2 separate regions of the Hordeum vulgare genome follow, and region 2 is linked to region 1. Evidence: chromatin contacts called from public Hi-C data. All regions are on one chromosome and are shown on one strand. Each heading gives the region's core, a stretch centred on a gene start, on an enhancer-like site or on the middle of the called end of the contact. The rest is flanking DNA. Distances are from core to core; before and after follow the strand shown. Region 1 holds the start of LOC123429651. Region 2 holds the start of LOC123425191 (defective in cullin neddylation protein AAR3).

Region 1 (5,308 bases), core at 1,069-3,568:
GCACACACATCACTTACATATGTGGTAAGCAACAAAAAATTCGAAAAAAAGTGATTAGCACACAGCTATGCACGAGGTCGTCGGTTCTTATATACTTCTTCAGATCCAAAGTAAGTGTGTTTTTTGAACCCCTTGCGTTGCCTCAGGAGGCCGAACCGGGCGCCCTAGCCGCCGCCTCCTTTGACCTCCCGTCGCCCCTGCTTCCCCGCTGCCGCAGGAGGAGGCCGGCGAGCGAAGCTCGCCCGACGGACGGTGGACGGCGGGCCTTCCTCCCTTCTTCACGAGGGGATCCTCTGGCTGAGATGCGATGTCGCTCCTGGGCGTACGGCATGGAGGCAGAGTTGACGTGCTCGGGCGGCGGCCCGATGCGATCCCGGCGACGTTGTGGGGGCTGGCGACGACGGATCTGGGGTTCCCCACCCCAGATCGGTTCTCCTCCGGGTGGTCGAGCTCGGGCGTCGTCCGACGGCCCTAAGCGGTGGTGGACGCACGCGTTCACTGACCTCCTTCACAGATGTGTTTGGGGCGGCAAGAGGCATTGGCGTGCTACTGGATCTGAATAAGGTGGTGGCGTCATCCTTCGTCAGGGATGACGGCCAGATGGTGGGTCCTTGTGGCATCGTAGGTGGCGGTGGATCTTGGGATCCCGCTCCCAGGGACGTCGCAGGATGTGGTGGCCCGTGCAGGAGAGATGGGTTCTTCGAACAGATCTGGGTAATAGCTTGCTTTCGGCTACTGCCAAGGCCGATGATGGCGGCGTCGTCTACATCGTTCCCTTCGTGAAGGCATCGCCTAGGAGAAGTTCAAGGCCACTCTCTGCTACCTCCGGGAGAAACCCTAGATCGGATGACGGCGACGCTCTTGTGTCGTTTCCTCCTTGGGGGCGTCATTCATGGAGGTACACACGGGCTCGAGGGACCATTGGTCGGCATCTAAGGTGGAGTGGTGTTCCCTATGACACATCGACGTCGTGGAGTCTCGGTGGCGAGGTGCAGCAAAGTCTCGGCGACGGATGCGTGATGATGAGCGCGCATAGGGAGGAGGCGATGTCTGACACTGTGAGGGTATCGACGGTAGGCCTTGCAAGGTCGATGCGTGGGTAGCTGTTCTGAAGATGGATTGATGGAAGGCGGCGGCGACGACCTATGAGGGTGCGTCGGACCGGTTTGTGCTCCTGACCCGGTATGTGGCTTGGTCGGGGCCTCCGGCTTTAGATGTTAGGCTAGGTGAGAGGTGTGGATATGTGGCTCACACTTTCTGCACCCCTTCATCATTGAACAGGAGTAGCGACAAATGTTGCCAAGAGGGCGGCTTCAGACATATCGATGTATTCCTTTGTAAGATCTTTGTGAATAATTAATAAAGTGGTTGCATACATCTGCCAGATGCAGAGACCGGGAGTCATCCTCCATTTTTTTTTAAAAAAATCTAAAGTAAATGTGTTAACTTTATACTAGTTTTAATATAAAGTTATATTAAGCTTCAGAAATTTATTTTAAAACGAAAGAAAGTATCTTACAAAGAAAAGAAAAACTTTCTTCGACGTGAGTCACGTGACGCTTCTTCGTCACCATGACGATGACCATTGACGATCGAGGCCTGTAGCAGCCAGAGCTGCACCTCTATCTGTTATCCTCGTTTTCTTAGGCCCCCAATCCACTTTGAAAACCTCAATGCCATAAATGCACCTACTGTTCTACACGGAACGAAGGCCAACGTAGTAGCCCTGCCGACCTTGCTGTGATGAACTGGAGAATCTAGTCATGGCCGGCCCACGTCCCCATCCCCAGGCAGGCATTGACAATTCGACGCAATTTATCTACTGTTATTAGTTGATCAGGAGAAAACAAAAACGTTGAAAATTACTCTTCACGTTTTTCAGTTCAGAGAAAGAGATGTTCTTGTGCGGACTCCATAGAGCAAATTAGCACGACTCATGGCGGTTCTAGAGGTCATTAGCAGTTAGCCAGACAGTGCAAATTAACTCGCATCGACTTGATTACTATAATCTGATATCGCATGATGAGCAGAGTTGACCTGGTTATCAATCATCATATATAGTTGGGCAGTCCCAGTGTCCACCAGCCTGTATTTTCAGCCATCATCTCGTTCGAATCCTGTTTATCCGCGTGAGTGACGCACTATCCTGACAGCGACGACCACCCAAACAGTCGCCCAAAATTGTGCCAAACTCGAGAGGATATAGACGCAGATCGAGATGTTGGGAAGCTCACCACTCCGTCTAGTTACTACGGTCGCTCGTCTGCTAGCTCAGCTAGCTCGAGAGTTCCCTCTCCCTTGCCCTTATCTCTCTCTCGTAGTTCTAGGAATAATTGAAATCTACTGTACCACGTATGTTAGGTAGGTGGCCAATTGCGTCGAGGTTGGCGTGCGTGCGTGCGTTCAAAAAGACTTCCCTTTCCCGTGCGTCTCTCTCACCCTCCCTCAGCGCAGTGCTCCATGATTAGCTCCTCTTGGGGGGCAGGAACGAGCGTCAGCACGAACTCAACCGCAGCCGCGGCTATTTAGCCCCGGGGGTACTGCTGCACTTGCTGCCCGGGGTCAGCCAGGAGTACGTCTACGTCGTGATGGGGTGGAGATCTGCCGCCGGCCGCTTGCTGGCGATCCTGCTCGTCCTGCACCTCCTCGTCGCTTTCTCCCACGCGGCCCGCTTCACGAGTGAGCAACCCCTCCTTCCACCTCAAGAACTGCATCGCCTTCTCCGGTGGCTTTTCCGGTCAGGACGCCGCTTCGAGGTGTGGATTGCTTCTGTGCTGATTTTGATGTGGATATGTGCAGGGAGCTACAGGATGATGGCGGTGGAGGCTCCGGCGTTCCGTGGCGTTAGAGGTGATTCAGGAGAGGTACGTACACGCGTGATGCCCTGATCCCCTGCTTGCTTCAACACGGTTGGCTGGCTTGAGATTTACCTGATGATATCTCAATGGGTCCAGGCTGAATATTGCGAAATTTCTTATAGATTTTTCCTTTTTTCCTTCTTACATATTACTTCCTCGGTCACATAATATAACAGCGTATAGTATGGGAGGGAGGGAGTATTATATATCAGTCACACTCATTTTTGTATATCAGCCTGATGATATCTCATGCGTCTGTGCTGCATATTCCAAAATTTTCTTTTACATTTTTTTATTTTTATATATTATATATCAGTTAGCCACCCACACTCATTTGTGTATATCAGCCTGCTGACATCTCATGGGTTGGGTGTAAACGATGAGTCATGAGTCCATCTATAAAGAGAGTCAAAACTCAAAACCAAGCAGTGTTGACGGGAACTAGGTCTGCAATTTTTTAGTTATTACTTCTTTCGTCTTAAAATAAGTGTTTCAATTTTAATACAATTTTATATTAAATTTAGTATAAAATTAAGACACTTATTTTGAAACTAAGGTTGTATCTGACGGTGTGACTCTTGGTAACGAGGCCATGTGATTTTGTGTTTGAGCGTAAAATAGAAGTATTTATGCACAGTTTCTGTTTACAGGACATCAACGCGGCATTGCTAGATCTAAACCACTTGATGAAACATAATAAACCATAATCAGACAAATATATATACATTTGAGTTCAGGAACTATACTATTCTCCCAAAACAAAACTCTTGCTATAAGTTAATCAATGAATCATATTGCTGAAACATGTCAAAATGCTGCAGGGCAATAGGAGGGACAGCAACGCGATTGTGGAGGAGATGTTCGGAAGGATGGCTCTGCAGACAACCGACTACCCTGGTTCAGGCCCAAACGACCGTCACACTCCCAAGGCGCCCGGGACATGATCATGCCATGTCAAAGTCCAGATGCTCAACTCACTCACACGTAATATACAGTATATGTACAGAAGATTTATTAGCTCCTCGTCAAATTAGAACTTAGAACCCATCAAAATGGGTGATTATTCAAAGTGTAAATTCGTATACGTGTGGAGGTTACTGTAAGATTGTGTGCTATGCCATTTCTATTATGAAAAGTCCAATGAAGTTATCCGGGATTTCATGGCTACCTGAATATGTATCTCTCTTTGTTTAGACAAGGATATTTATCTCATAATAGTGAATTGCAGAAATTCCCTCCTATCACCCCGCCCCTGAAATTAAAGGGAAGTCCGCGCGATGCATTTTCTTTTAGTTCCCACGGAGCAAGCTTCGCACTCTAGTTGTGTCCCAAACATAAACCCTAGGGGAGATAAAAAAATGAGTGTCTAACTCTCATCTAGACGATAATTAACTATTGTAAGTTTCCTCTAAGTGAGATTAATATGCAAAAAGGAAAAGGAAAACATGAATGATTTCTTTGTGGAAAATCAATTGACAAAGGAGTTAAATGAGACACTGTGAATTGTCATCTGGAATAGAGTTAGCAAATCCGAAAAAGAAGGGCGTGTCTGCCCCTCCTGATAGTGTTGCTGACATGGGTCGTGACATGATGAAGAAGTAGGCGGGTCGCAAAAAACGGAAGAAGGAAATAAATGGCCGATGTGGCAAGCCTAGTCAGCACTGAAGCGTATATCCAAACAATTAGACCTGGCAAAAAAGTAAAAAAAAAAAGGATATTTTTTGGCACGAGTTTGTTAAATTGGGTAAAGATACTGAAAATCCGCGAAGTAGTGTAATTTGTGTTGCAATGGTTAAGTTAGGGGGTAAAAAGTCAAATTGACTCTTTTTATTAAAACGCAATTGAAGATGTGAATTGTTTCTGTGCTAATTTTGATGTGGACAAAGGGTATTTATTTCAATATTACAGAGTTGCAGTCTTTAGGATTGAGTTCAATGATATAAGGAGGGGATTTGTTAAGCCATCGTACAATGCTGTCTCACTCACTACACACAAAGTTAAGTAAACAATTTGCAACCCTATTGCGTTTACCGGACTTATTTATCGGACTATACACCATATTCTCCATTAAGCATTTGATCTCAGCAACCAAATGAGCATACCACGATCTATAGAGAGAATGATATGTCAGCGTCCACTAACATTTTTTTAGCGCCACGCATAACTCCATTTAATTGCTTCAACTGATGTAATCCAACATACTTGCATACATTTGTAGGATCGAAAGTATGTCTAGAGGGTGGGAGATTAAACTACTTGACAAGATAAAAATTTAGCATTTCCCAATTTTAGTTGAGGGGCAGCTTTGGCAGTTATGGCAAGTCAAGCACACCCTACACATGCAGTTCTAAGATTGTAGCAGCGGAATGTAAAACATGCAAGTGTAAAGTAAAGGAATAAGGTAGGGAGATCAAACGCATGAGGTTGGCACGGCGATTTTTGACATGGTT
Region 2 (5,308 bases), core at 1,060-3,559, 200 kb after region 1:
TTCGAGAAAACAAGAAATTTCTTATTGATATGATTAGTCTATCATCCCTATTAAGCTAGGCTATCACAATAAGGAAGTGACTCTTAGGTGTGGTTTTAATTAACAACTCAACTGGTAAGTCTTATAAATATTCTTTCGCTCATCTTGTGTCAAATCAATAAATTTGGGTGAAATACTATCCTCGAAGACTGTTACGATCCCCTATACACGTGGGTCATCACAACACAATACATACATAATCATTTGCAGGTAGATGGGGAAAAAGATCCTTGAAATAGTTCTCTTAACCTGTGGGATGCAATGGGTTTCTACTCCAATTGTCATTCTTTGTCTTTGTAAATATAAGGGAGAGAAACAAATGTGATATAGACATAACCACACTTAGACCCTTCACGACAAACATCCTTAAAATAGCTTACTTGACTTCCATTCTATGTTTCAAATAGCTCAATTTATTTTCAGGGCTGAAGTTGGTCTCTACATCATCAAACAATTCACATACACTTTCAATTGTATTATTTGCTTCTCTTCTTGGACTTTTCAAATAGTTCACTTCACTTTCATTCTAAGTTTCATATAGTTTGCTTAACTTGCAAGTTGGAGTTGGTCTTTGCGTCAGTTGACGCAATGGGTCATCTAGTATAAGCAAATAATGAAAGATTGGTAGCATTGCCAGAAACAATTATACTTTCTTTCACCGACATGTTGGACATCCAACATCCGGGTTCATATGCCATGCACCAAATTAGAGTGCATAACCATATGGGAGACTCACCAGGTCGTTGCATCGCAATAATGATGATTAATGAGCTATCAAATCCCTTGCCTTTCCTGAAAAGTACGAAACAAATAAAAGCAGTGGTTGTTTGTGGCTACTCCGGATCATGCTACTAATCACCTAGTGGGTCTTGGGTTTGAACCACAACTATACCGCATGTACTTTTCCACACATTTTTCTCTCTTTCTTGAGATGTGCGATCACAGATCACATGTACGCTGACGTAGCATGGAATGGTACCCACATCCATGCATGGGATGGTCTTAGAAGAATGTAGACAGTTGAGTACAATTAGGTTACTACAAATGTGAATCATAACCACATAAACTGGTGGATAAATATTAGTCAATGACTCATATCGAATCCAAGGCCTAGGATTCAAAATTTAAAAACTGATACACTATATAGTAGTATAGATAATATAGAAAATCAACAAATACTTACGTACGCGCGAAATACACGACGTGAGTGCCATGCAAAACCTATTTTAAAATTTCAAAACGGTATTACTTTCAAATCCAGCACTCAAACTAAAATTCGTTGGATCGAAAATCGACATCAGTTAGTCCATATACAGCGTAAAAGCAATACACTATTGTGTTTCTTCATGTTGGAGTGTTCAATTTTCTTCATAGATTCATATTTAGGTCCCTTCCTTGATGAATGGAAAACGACTCTTTTCAACCACCCGCTCTTTATGCTATGCATCCTCGTGAGGTCAGGCCCCACCCACCACACGTCCTTCCCTTATCTTCACTTGGGAACACGCAAGCCTTCCATTTTCCCTCCCCCACAACGAAATCACCTTTTCTATTACTTTTAATTCTCATCTTTGATCCCCGCCATGGATTTGCTCTTCAACCGTTCTTGCGGAACGTGCGGTGCCGCGAAGCGTCGACGACGACATCTCGACACCGACATAACTGATGCATCCCCCCGCTTCATCTCGATGCCAGAGTTGCAATGAAGCTTCGACGAAGACTTCAGTGCTGTGTTGGAGCTTTGCCAGGGCTGCAATGAAGCTCGCCAGACGCCGTCGGTGCTGTGTAAGAGCTTCACCGGGGCTGTAATGGAGCTTCGCCGAAGCCGTCAATATTCCATTAGAGCTCCACTGGGGCTGCAATGGATGTCGGTCGAAGTTGTGGAGCTTTGCTGGAGCGTCCGTGCTGCTTGAGAGCTCCATCGAGGCTGCAATGAAGCTTGTTGGATGTCGTTGGCTATGCATTGAAGCTCCGTCGGGGCTGCAAACGCTTGCTGCATTTGCTATGATCCAATGACCACCAACGCGTTGATTAGACGGCTGAATAGGCGAAGAAATCACGCGGTTGATTGTAGGAATCGCCTTGATGAATTGAATGTCCGCTTCTTTCCTATTATACATGTATACATGAAGTCCCTCCATTTTCACTCATCTTCGAGACTGACAGGTGGGCCTCGGGTCACCTAGATCTGGATCTCCCATCTACGGACGGCTCAGATGAATCCACCGGCTATATTATTTGGTGACATGCCATTTCCGCACCCAAGCCGAATCTTACGCCTCTGACGTCTCTTCCTCCCCCCACCCCCCTCCCCCTTGCCTTTTGCAGCTCTGCTTGCTCGCGTGGTGCTGCAATTGAGATCGACTCGTCGGTGGTCGACTCCTCGGCGGCGAGCACCGGGGTTAGGGTTTAGGGGCCTGGATCCATGGCTCGGCCCATGGGATCCAGCGGCTTCGAGGCTGCCCTAGCCGTGTGCCCCGCCGCCGCCCAGGCCTACTTCAAGTACTGCGGTGAGCTCCCCCGCTTTCGAATTCGCTTTCTCGTTCCGTCGGTTGGTTTGTCTCGGGTCGGAGCTTCGGAGGTTTCAGGGTTAGAATCGCTCGTATCCGTGCCGACTTGGTGGTTTAGGCTTGAGAGATCAAATATTACGAATTTTAGGAGTCTTCTGGCGACGGACTCGTCTTTCCTGCATTTGCGTGATCTTTAAGAAATTCTGATGATTGCGAGGAGAAAAGAAGTAGCCTTTGGGTTTATCCTTTGGTCAATTGTCTGGTTTCTTGTGAGCGTCTTTAGAGGTTGCTGTTTTCTCGCTTCTAGGGTTGCAAAAGATCACAAGAAGTTTTAGTTAAATGTGTATAGATTCGCAAAAAAAAGAGCTAAACGTGTATAAGGCAAATGCTCGAGGCTGAAATCACAATTCTACTTTTTTTTAGATAAATCCTGGAACAATTCAATTAGGCTGTATTTCTTTAAGAACCGAACGGACAATCATTTGTCAAAATCAAGCTAGCAATGTTCATATATATGTTCAGCATATCCTACATGATATTGTAATTCTTTGTATGCTATATGGTTACTTGCGTATGTTTCTTTATGTGCTGTCTCAAGTCCATTTGTTGTTCTGTTCGTTGCTTGCTAGGTATTGTATCCGGATGCACAAATGCGAACCCAAGGGAAGGGTTGGCGGATCTTTCACGAACTATAGATAATATGGAAGGAATGAGGTAAGAGCTGTTTGTTTTAGTTACCCTATTGTAGTATTTGATGTTTGTTTACTACAAAAGTGACATTTGTTAAAACAGATTAATCACAATATAGTGTCTTCTATGCTACTCACTGGAACATACTTTGTCAAAAGCTTCTTGCCTACTTACATAGAGTTGAAACATTGTCGAGGATGATCCGACTAAGATTGGGCAATATATGTTGCAGACTTATACATAGTTGTCTTGTACCTGTCTGTTGTTACTGTAAATTTAGAGTTCGAGCTTATGTTCGTGCGTTAACATGTATAACACGTGATTGTTTGACCGCTTCTATTGTAAATGTTAGAAATAGCAATGCCACGCTTTCCATTGGACACACCCATGACCTACCCAGGGCAAATACACACACATATTTCCATGCATGAGAAAATCCTGTTTCCTTTATTTTATTTTTTGTATGTGTCATATTCTCTTTTCTTATGTTCTTTCTACCTTTTGGCTGACTACATACTCTATTACTTATATAGGGATGGAATATTTGGTGATATTCACAAGCTCATGTCAGTTCTTGAGTTCGTAAGAGGCACTTCCCAAGCAGATTATGCATTTTTCAAATGCTTCTCAATACATTATGCTAATCTATGCCCCCTTCTATTAGGATGATGTGAGCCAATTTAATTCCTTCTATGATTTTGTCTTCTTCATTTCTCGTGAAAATGGACAAAAGAATATCAGTAAGCCCCGTTTCCTTTATCACGTCCATCCATGCCGCTGTGTCATTTTTTTACATCCCAATAAGACTAACTGGGTATCGTTTTTCATGATTTAGCTGTTCAGAAGGCTCTTGCAGCATGGAGGATAGTTCTTCTTGGAAGGTTCCGATTGCTTGACCGGTGGTGTAACTTTGTTCAGGTACGCAAATTTACTGGTTAACAATTATATGCAAATTTCTATAAATTCATCTCAGACAAATTTCGTTACTTTATTCTTTTATGATGGCTGCTTCTGTAGTATTGCTAGTGCTTTCATTCTTTATCTAGTTTTAGTGAGAGCAGTAAAAGCGTGGGATGAATTATATGTTTTATACTTATATTATTCCCTAGTAAATAATCAAATATAAAATTGTCAGCTATCTTCTCATTAGATCAAGTTCAACAAACAAGCTGTTTAAGAAGAATATGTGATCATGAAGGGATGTCCACTTGACATTAATCTAGTCAACTTCATTGATTCCATTGCAGTAAGGGTGCAAGCAGACATGGGCAGCCCGATAAACAGCTAGGCAATGCCGCAACAATGTCTGCAATTGTCTCGCAACTTACTGCATATCCCACAAGAGAACACTCTTCCTTTGACCCTGATGGTATTGTTGAATGATGCTAGCTTAGTTATACTGAGATTTTCCATGTGCACCAATCTAGCAAGCTTATGTGGGGCTTCCGCATCCGTTGCAGTGGCCCAGATCAATCCTAGCAATCTGTAGTGGACAAATACGTTATCCACTCTAATCATTGGTGGACACTCTGGTCTAGGGCGGGCAGCTGCAACTCTCGCTGCTTGCATCCTTACATTGCAGTGGTGTTTAGCCTAGAGTTGATTGTTTGGTACATGATGGTAAATAGATCTATCAACATCTCATTGGACATGTCAAGTGTCTTGTTCTCTAGTAGCACCCAATACTTTCTTCTTACAAAATCTCAACCTGTATTTATATCCTGAAGAGAGCGGCAGAATTATTTTGGCATAAGCTGCTATCTCCCTGTTTCCATGACGTGTCAATATGAACTTTATGACATGTTCTAGTTTTGGGGCTCTTCACTGTACTTTGAGACTAGAATGTTTGCTTTCAACAATAACTCAATAAATCTATGTATTATAAATTCCTTAACTCCATAAAAGGGGCACTCCAGATACTAGCATTATATGTAATATTAGCTTATCTGTATCTTTGCCTTCCTCAGAAGTACCAACGCCACAACATTTCTGAGGACGCCTGGCAACAGCTATTAGCTTTCAGCAGGTGTGTAAATGAGGACCTGGAAGGTTATGATCCAAAAGGTACA

The links. Hi-C and Micro-C count contacts between places; a contact is called where the count stands out from the background.
Region 2: a contact with region 1 is called in a Hi-C map of seedling, with 5 times the contacts expected there. The contact joins the promoter of LOC123425191 here to the promoter of LOC123429651 in region 1. A contact is called at or near these places in 4 of 6 Hi-C or Micro-C datasets (leaf and seedling) and 1 of 1 datasets of contacts at active chromatin or transcription factors (embryo).

Annotation. Positions count from the first base shown.
Region 1 is chr2H:81,139,255-81,144,562 of MorexV3_pseudomolecules_assembly, forward strand. LOC123429651 reads left to right here and starts at 2,319. Exons shown (of 3, transcript XM_045113665.1): 1 at 2,319-2,679; 2 at 2,800-2,864; 3 at 3,680-4,014. The coding sequence starts at 2,589. The coding sequence ends at 3,802.
Region 2 is chr2H:81,339,585-81,344,892 of MorexV3_pseudomolecules_assembly, forward strand. It overlaps LOC123425191 (defective in cullin neddylation protein AAR3), which reads left to right and starts at 2,310. Exons shown (of 9, transcript XM_045108866.1): 1 at 2,310-2,549; 2 at 3,179-3,263; 3 at 3,773-3,821; 4 at 3,904-3,979; 5 at 4,075-4,157; 6 at 5,207-5,303. The coding sequence starts at 2,465.